Regions from separate parts of the Mus musculus genome. Here regions 1 and 3 are each linked to region 2. Evidence: chromatin contacts called from public ChIA-PET and promoter capture Hi-C data. All regions are on one chromosome and are shown on one strand. Each heading gives the region's core, a stretch centred on a gene start, on an enhancer-like site or on the middle of the called end of the contact. The rest is flanking DNA. Distances are from core to core; before and after follow the strand shown.

Region 1 (2,957 bases), core at 56-2,555, 640 kb after region 2:
CTCAGAAGTAATTTCTTCAGCACAATTTGTCACCCACTTTCGTATGAGAGTCAATATAGACAATCTGCCTAAGTCAGTGCTTTCCTTACATCACGTGGGTCCCTGGGGATGCAATTCGTGTCCTTGGGCTTGACAGCAAGCACCTTTACCCACTCAGCCACCTTGCAGGCCCCCAGAAAGGATAAATTTGAAAATAATAAATATGAAAGGATAATTTTGTATTTCACAAAGTCTACTTATCTATTTAGTACCTTCTATATGGTAAACACCATGCCTGTACTGTTTTGGATTTTAATTTTATACAAGGAATTCTTGAAGGCAGAATTCTGTTGGCTAATTCCTATTCTGTTCCTTGTTCCCCAAGTCGGAGTAAGAAACACTAATAAGACGTTATTCCTTTTCTACTACTAGACTATAATTACTTAGAACCCAGAGATGCCAAACAAGGAAGGTCCTTCCGGTTTGCTGCTTTCATTGCTCTTCTAACCTGGCAGACCTAGGTTTGGTGTCATTTTAATAAAAGTCATTAAAGTTGGTCGAACCAACAAGAAGACCAATTGTAACACAAGGAGCAGACTATGCAGGGACCGGATACTAGATAAAACTTTAACAGTCCGCTGTTGCTTTCTCAAGAACTCTTTTTTTTTTTTTTTAAAGCAAGTCATATTCTCTTGGAACAGTGGCAGAAGGCGCTCTTGAAAAGCTACGCCTGCACTTTTTAAAGGACAAGACACTGAAAAGGATGGTAGTAAAAACCCTCGGTGCTAACATGAATATGGGACACCAAGCGGCTTCTGAAAACACGGGGACGAGGGCGGGACAGAGTAGTAACACAGAGCTCAGACTGTGTCGGATGGAGAGACGTCCGTGCCTGGTGTGGCGAGGGGGGTGCAATGGGAAGAGCTGTCCCGGGACAGCACAGGGACTTGGGAGGGAAAGTCGGCCCGAGTCAGGTCGCCCAAGGGTGGGGCTTTGCGGAAGAACCTCACCGGGGTGAGAGTTGGCCAAAGCCGCGGAGAAGGCCGCGTCTGGCCACCCCGCCCATCCCTGGTGCTGGCACGAAACCCGACTCTGGGCAAGCCGGAAGGAGTCAAGCCAGGGACTTGGTCCCAAAGCAACAAGTGCCCATGCAGCTCCCAGAGAGGCTGCAGAGCTGCAGCGGGAAAGAAGACCCCCGTACAGCCGACCCTTCCCGGCCTCATCCCTGACCCCTCCGCACTCACTCCGCCACACGACGCTCTTCAGTCCCCGCTCCGATACCGGCGGCGCCATCTTCCCCCAGCCGTGGAGCTACAGCCACCGCCTCCCACTCGCAACCTACTTTGGCCCTGAAAGCTGCGCTCGGGGGCGGGCCCTTCCCCTCGCGGTGGGGAGGCTCCGCCCCCTCCGCGGGCCGCGCCCTCAGGTGACGTCACGCGCATCAACTAGGGCGTGTCCCGCCTGTGCCTGGACTGCGGCTGCGTAGTGTGGTCAGACTTCTGTGCACTGTCTGGCGCCCCCTAGCGGAAGCCTACTATAACCCATATCTCAGTGTCCAATTTGGCATCAGAAAGCAAATATGTGAACTAACACAATTTATACAATTATGAATTTATACATACCGGGTCTTTTTTATTTTACATTTATCTGTGTGTATGTATGCATGTGTGCATACCAAGGCTCGCAGGTGAAGGTCAGAAGACCTCATCTTCCACAGTGTGGGTCTTGGGATGGAACCTAAGTTGTCAAGACACATCCTGCCATCCCCAATACGGAGACTTTATGCTTTACAAAATAATGTTTCATTCAGCAAAGCAATTCAAACTATACTGTTCAGAAGCCTGTTCAACCGCCATATGGGAAGTCTATCCCTCTCAACTTCATTTTAATAATTTTTGAAGATCATTGATTATTTAAGCTGTAAGGTAACCACCAGTGTTCCCAGAACTGTGATAGAGTTTCAGAAAAGTCTAAGAAATGAGAGACCCTCTTATTCCTATGAAGAATTTTACATTTTAAGTTATAGAGCACGATTCCTAGAATTGTTAATTCCACAAGGCAGGAGTAAGACCACTACCATAATTTTAGAGCTAAAATTGAAGCAAGCTTTATTATATCCAGGAGCACCAGAGACCTGGCCAATTAGGGGTTAGAGAGAGAAGTGCTGAGAGTCCCTTTTAAGGAGCAAAATAACAAGTAGTTGCAAAACAGTGTTACAGAAGCAAGACAACAGGGCAGTTGGGAAGTATAGGAAAATTTCAAAAGGACAAAAACCAAGTACTTAGTGATAAGGGAGGGTCAAAGTGTTCTCAAAAACAAGTCATGGTCACAGGGTGGTGCAGGGCAGGTTCCAAGAAACAGAAACTTAAAAACAGAAACTCAACTCTTACAATAAACGAAACTTTGTGTTTAACAATACAACAAAATGTCTCCTACCTTAAAAATGGAGTCAGGCAGGTTTCTCATTCTCCCCTTGACCTTTGTGTCCTTCTCAAATCCTTGATAGGGGACTGTCTTTAATAATGTTGTCAAGTGGCAATGATTCTAGCCTTGTTTGGTGGATGCAGGGCCCAATTATGGTAGCCAGTAGAAACATTAGCAGGCCAAAGAAGGGGAGAGCCATCTTAGCCATGTTGTCGGTCAACATTTGTTTGAAAGATTTTGTTTATTTATTTCTCCATCAATACTTGTCAATAGTATGAGAAGAATCAGAGATACTAAAACAGCACATTTCGGTAAATTGCTGACAACCAAGATTACATTTAAGTAACAGGTAAGAGGGATCTTTTCTGACACAGAGTTTCCTTGTTGACTATCTATCTGGTGGTAGATGGAGCCAGAGGTTATACCCCAAACTATTAGTTACACACAGGGTTCCTTTGGGTATGCTAAGTTCAATCGAGGTGATTGATGAGTCTTCCTTTCTGCTTCTTATTTTAGCACACCTGTGATTTCCACTATTAGACCCCTTTAGAGAA
Region 2 (2,834 bases), core at 94-2,593:
GGCCAACAGTGTCAAGGCTCCTATCCAGCTGTGCCAGGACACCAAATGGGACATCTCACTTCGGATCTTGCTGGAAATGATGAAGCCCAAGCCTAGGACAGCACAGAGGATGGCCATGGTCTGCCCTGCCCAGTGGAGTCGAATCCGGGTTTTTCGAGAGCAGAAGAAGAACAGGGAGTGCTCAGGTGAGAAGAGTAGAATAGCTTCAGCCATGCAGAGACAGAACTGTAATCATAAGGAAAGGCCAGTGAGCCTCTAGTCTACATGGAGCGCAAGGAAAAGGAGGTCTTCTCACACATTCAGAAGGACACGGGGAAGCTAAGGACTTGCAGCCTCACACACATCCTTTCTGGACCACAGAACAGCAAACATTCTACTGAGAACTTTCTACTGAGTTCTGAGGACAAAGCCTTGATAAACATCCTTCTTGCGTCTTCCTTTTAGGCACTAGAGGAGAAATATCTTCTGTTCCCCCTTTCCCTGACCTTCTCAGCCACCTGACACTTTACTCCACTTTCCCCAATCCTATAGGTTTTAGGGAAAGATGAAGCCCTCTTTAAACCCATCTCTCTGACCCTTAGGCTGAAAAACTGAATGTCTCCCCAAGAGTTAATCTAAGAATATCCGAACTCACCGCCAAGGCCATGAACACAGGGTGCCAGGAGAAAAGACCTAAGTAAGAATCAAAGAGAATAGGCTGACGGCTGGGCTTCACTGATACTGTCCCGTGGTTTGTAAATGACAAAGACCGGGCCACAAGGTCAGCATATCATCTTAAACCTAAACAAGAATCAGGAGCTCACCACAAAGGGAGGAGTCAAGGGGCCCTTACACCCCCTTGGCCTGGGGATTGCACTTGCTGCAGCCCAGTCCCTAGAGTACCTTAGCCTGCCCAGGACCCTCTAACGCTTTTCCATGTAGGGCCTCCTAAGGAAGTATCAGTTCTGTCTTTTCAAGCCCCACCCTCCCTGGACTTCCGGGAACCCGCCTACTACGCTTTTACAACCACTCCCGGACCCGCCCCTCCTCAGCTGAGGGTCCAGGTTTCCAGTCTCCCAGTGCGCCCAAAGCGGCCCCTCCAGCGCCTAGGCTCCGCCCCTTCTTTGGCCCCGCCCCACCTCGCCTCGCACACTCACTGGTTCCGGGCCGGGACAGCACAGTCAGAAAGATGGTGAAGCCCAAAGCTATCAGGTGCGCCAAGATCCCACTGCCTCTCCGCAGCCAGCGGGTCAGTCTCGGCTCCCTCGCTGGAGCGGGAACCAGACCTACCTCCATGGAATGCATAGCAGTGCCAGGCCGGCCGGCACAATCCAGCTACCAGAGGCTTCTTCCGGGTTTGCTATCGCGGAGGCGGCGGCGGCTACAGGAGAGGCTCCTCCCCGGGGAAGCTGCGGGGCCGTGTGGCGGAGGTGCCCACAGCGCCCTCTGTAGAGTGGGGGGGAAGCGCCTCGGCCCCAAAGGGCGGCTCCCGGAAACCTCCACTGACCTAATCGAGCTCCCAACCCACCTTCATTCTATCTTTGTGTCTATAAGGGTATCTCAAGAGGTCTGCGAAAATTACATCGGTAGCAACTGATACCAGCGAAATCCCAAATCACACACTTGATTCGCTGACCCAAGAGCATGAAACCAGTGTTCTGAGCAGCTTTCTAGAAGTACTGGATTCCCTGGACTGCTTACTTCTCAGACATTTCTGGCTTGTTCAAGAGACAAGATTTCTCCCTGTATTAACATAAATGAAAAGCCAAAACCTAGTGATCTAATCTGATGACTTCAGGTATGAAAACCAAAAGAAGCAATCTCATCATCCCTGCTTACAGGCGTAGTTGCTCCCCATCCCCTCCCTCCCACGCTGCCCCCTCAAAATATTCCAGATCCATGGGGCACTTTCAGCCTTTGCTGCCGCCACAGTAGAACCAGAGCTTTCCACAACCCCAAGTTCTGCTACACTATTACCTCCAAAAAGGTATGACCCAACCTAAAGAGTTCTATATGGGAGAAGCTTTACTCCGTTCAGGGCAAACTCACAGAAGAGACCAGAATGAGCTGTCCAGTGGGTAGGGAAATGGCTCTGTGGTTAAGAGTGCATATTCCTCTTGCTCAGGGGGCTCACAGCTGACTGTAACTAGCTACAGGGGGATCCCACACGTCTCGCCTCCGCAGGCATCACATGCGCATACCCACACACAGACACCATAATTAAAAAAAAAAAAAAAAAAAAAGCTGTCCAGCACTTCTAGAGCAGTGATCGCCAAGCTCAACCTCTGCATGGCTGAGGAACTAAGGCTGGTTTTAAGACATGGGAAGGGCAAGAACAGCCATTTGTAGAGGGATGGAAGCCCAGAGTAGCTAGAAAACCAGAAAGGGGCCATAAGCTAACTCCCACAAACCCTCAGGACAAAAACCCAAGGATGGCGTCAGGTGTGAGACCCCTTCCCTCTCAGTTCTTTCCCAGTGGAACCATAGTTGTCGCTCTTAAGCCTCTGGGGTGCCTGCTCACTCAGCGTCATATGCCTTATCATCCTCTCTGAGAAGATTCCCAGGGATGCCAGCTCCAGGTTTCTGTGTGCAGTGTGTGTGTGCTGGGGTGTACACTGCCTGTCATCCCAGCCTCTCGGGTTGGAGCTGCGGAGAGTAAGGACACTCACTCATTTGGCTACATCAGTTTCCATCCTTTTCTATGTTTCTGGTTTTTATATTTTCTTAGCAGCAACAGAACAGGGAGACAGTCTTGAGGTATTTTAAAGAGTTTTTTTTTTTTCTTAAAAAAAATAATATAAAGTTATAAAAAGCGGCAGCAGCCTGGGGCCCAGATCTGGAGGGGAGGAGGTGCT
Region 3 (2,977 bases), core at 216-2,715, 520 kb after region 2:
AGAACTCTTGCTTAGTGTTCACATGGTTTAGAGTTCAAACCCAAGTACAGAGGAGGTGAGGTGTGGGGAGCCACACTATATATAGTGCATTACCTTTGTAACTAGCCTACTATTAAATCTCAGGTTTACATCAAAACATACTTGTAATAGTGTATGTCTGACCTACTGAAAATTCAGCTAAACTATTTTTCCGTGGGACACGCTTCCACAATACTCCACAGTCTCTGAATTCATAACCAGTCCAATCCTCGAATTGTAAGTTAGAAATAGTTTGCAAGAGGGGCCTATGAATGCCTAGAACCGGCCGGGCATCCCTGAACTCCCCCACTGCCCTCAAGTCAAAGGACAGGAACCTTCGCTTTTGAACTTAGGCGGAACGAATCTCTGCTCTTAGCACGTCGAAACCCCAGGCAAAAGTGCTCTTTACCAGAAGCAATCACGATGGTTACTAACAAGCCGGAAAATCTTCAGTTTAGCCTTCCAAAGAGGCAGTCTGAAAATTCTGCTTCGCTGGTGACAAAAACTTACAACACAAACCACACAGCAGTCCAATCAACACAAAGCACCGAGAGGAGAGTCAAGAACTTACCTATTCTAAGTCTACCCGGCGTTTAAATAATGCATTAAGGCAAATAAACATTGCCATCATTACTCGTTTCAACAGAGTTCAAATGATACTTGTTAAAGCCACCTAATTGTTTACCATTAAAATACAAGGAAATTACGTTTTCCACTTTTCATCTGAAGATACTAAGTTTACAGCTTTCCGGCTAAGATCTCAAACATGTTACGCTTGCTATAAAGCTGGTTACAACGATCTATCAGTTTCGCTTGCCAGTAAGTCTGGGATCCGAAAAGTTCAGGAGTTTAAATGTGACTTGACAAAGGTGTCTGGTGTGGAGACCCGGGGCCGGCGACGTGCCTGGGATTCGAATCCACTGGGATTCGGCTTTGTATCCACCGTCTGTTACGCTCGGAAAACGCGTGAAGTCGCTGCATCCCAGCAAGTATTTTCAAGGTCTGCAGAAGCCCGATCCCCAGTCTCCCCTCACTTAGGGGACAACAGCCTAAATGGTGCGGGTGCGAAGCCCCCCACGGAGCTCCCGGGTCCCAGCGTCACCCGAGCCCGTCGAGCCTCGGTGGTCCAGAGACCCCCGCCCCACGCCCCCACACACCCCACTGGGTCACCCCCTCAGGCTCCGCTCACCTCCCTCCGGCCCGCGGCTCCTGAGAACAAGGAACCGCTGCAGGGATGAGCGCCTCTGGCCGTAGACTAGGAACCGCGGCGCTTCCCCAAGTCGGGTCCCGGCGGCGACGCCGAGCCAAGCAGGGGCACCGCGGGAGGCTGGCGAGCGCCCCGGGCGCCCGCCCCCGGCAGGTCACGTGGGCCAGAGCTTCGGCCTCCCCCTGGCCTCTCAGAGGGTCTCACCGCCAGCAAGGCTCCCTCAGCGCCTGTACTCCTCTGCGCCTGCGCCTAGCTCCAGGCTCGCCCATTCAAACTGACAACGCCCCGCGTTTTTTGGACCGGCCAATGGCACCGGTGGGGCGGGGCTAGGCGGGTGGAGGGCGGGGCTAGACGAGCCAGGGCTCCCTCCTTCTAAAGATCTGTGTGTGGGGTTTGCCTCTCGGACTGTAGCGCTTGATTCTCCTCTGCTGCGGATAGATCCTCCGCCAACTAGAAGCTTATTGTCCTCGAATTTCTCCTTCAGATGGCGAAAAGTGGGACAATAAACATCAGAGTTCAAGCTGGGTCTAGTTCAGACTTTGAACCCAGGAGCCCCAGTCCACTGCCTCTTTCCCTGCAGGCTCAGTCCCGCCCTGGGAAAGTCTTCCAAGAGGCAGATGTGAGAAAGAAAGAGGCCTGTGTGAAAGGAACAGAGGGTCCCGTGTGAAAGTCTGAACAAGGAGCCTCAGTTCTTGAGGCAGTGTCACACACAGTTCTGGCGTTTCCAGATGTTGGGAAAGCAAACTTCTTCTGACTGCAGGATCGCTGGTTCCCAGGAAAAGCAGAGATGGCGAATTTAATCCGCTCCGGCGGCTTGCATTCCCATTCTATTCATGCCTTCATATCAAGTTCACCAAAAAATAGATCTTAGCTTGTTCATCAAATGTTTAAACTAGAGTCTCTGCTGTGAAGCTGATGACGTTGGTTACATTACATTATCTATAGCCACTGCCTATTTCTCCACTGGGATGAAATTTTAATGTTTTACAGGATTGGGCACCTGTTAAAGAAATTCTAGTTTCAGCATCTCTGTGGTGATGGCCGTGACCACTATATGTGTGTCATGGAAAACTGTATAGAGATAGTGTTAGCACCAGCCAGACCTGGGTTTGAATTTCAGCTCGGGCCTCTTCCTACTGACTGATTTTGAACCAGTTAGGCGTCTGTCCTCTGTAGCCTTAGCTTCCTCAGCTGTAAAACACAGATAATGAGACCTCCTCTAATAAGGTCTGTCATGATGCTTCAGGAGGTAAAGTTTATGAAATGGTTAACACAGCTGCTGACACATCGAAGCTGTTCAATAAGTGGTTCTCTTATTATTATCAGCGAGCACCCTTAATACCAAGTTCTTATAAAAAGCTGAATTAGCTGGTTGTACTATTTCAGAGGTAGATATTATAATTCTTCCATACTCATAAATTCTTTGTGGGAATTGGTACAGTAAACCACAATAAAAAGTATTTTAAATTCTGCATAGCCAAAGCGAATCGTTTCTTTCCTGTGCCCCCTTCTCTCATAGATTGGACTTTTTATCTCAGCTATCAGCAATGTCTATCTTCCTAATCAGTTGAACTGTTTTGTAAATCTTCTTTCCAAACGCATGCATCCATGAGATTGTGCCATTCTTCTACTTGAAGACATTTAATGGTCAAAAAACAAAACAAAACAAAAACAAACAAACAAACAAACAAAAAATAACAAGAGTCAGGTATTGTCTCACATACCTTTAATGCCAGATCTTGGGAGGCACAA

What was found. Promoter capture Hi-C pulls out the DNA fragments that hold promoters and counts their contacts. ChIA-PET counts read pairs in DNA pulled down with a chosen protein or histone mark.
Region 1: a promoter capture Hi-C map of pre-B cells shows a contact between it and region 2, with 2.8 times the contacts expected there. The contact joins the promoter of Stxbp3 here to the promoter of Cyb561d1 in region 2. A contact is called at or near these places in 3 of 39 promoter capture datasets (erythroid cells, neutrophils and pre-B cells), 1 of 484 Hi-C or Micro-C datasets (pre-B cells) and 1 of 115 datasets of contacts at active chromatin or transcription factors (pancreatic cancer cells).
Region 3: an RNA polymerase II ChIA-PET map of effector CD8 T cells shows a contact between it and region 2, with 7 read pairs. The contact joins the promoter of Gpsm2 here to the promoter of Cyb561d1 in region 2. A contact is called at or near these places in 2 of 39 promoter capture datasets (liver and pre-B cells), 1 of 484 Hi-C or Micro-C datasets (CD4 T cells), 1 of 115 datasets of contacts at active chromatin or transcription factors (effector CD8 T cells) and 2 of 9 other capture datasets (liver and pancreatic islet).

The regions. Positions count from the first base shown.
Region 1 is chr3:108,839,197-108,842,153 of GRCm38.p6, forward strand. It overlaps Stxbp3 (syntaxin binding protein 3), which reads right to left and starts at 1,306. Exons shown (of 19, transcript NM_011504.1): 1 at 1,224-1,306. The coding sequence starts at 1,272.
Region 2 is chr3:108,199,491-108,202,324 of GRCm38.p6, forward strand. It overlaps Cyb561d1 (cytochrome b-561 domain containing 1), which reads right to left and starts at 1,344. Exons shown (of 3, transcript NM_001081320.2): 1 at 1,137-1,344; 2 at 635-672; 3 at 1-225. The coding sequence starts at 1,284. Atxn7l2 (ataxin 7-like 2) reads right to left here. Exons shown (of 11, transcript NM_001289545.1): 11 at 2,738-2,834.
Region 3 is chr3:108,720,834-108,723,810 of GRCm38.p6, forward strand. It overlaps Gpsm2 (G-protein signalling modulator 2 (AGS3-like, C. elegans)), which reads right to left and starts at 1,466. Exons shown (of 15, transcript NM_029522.2): 1 at 1,208-1,466.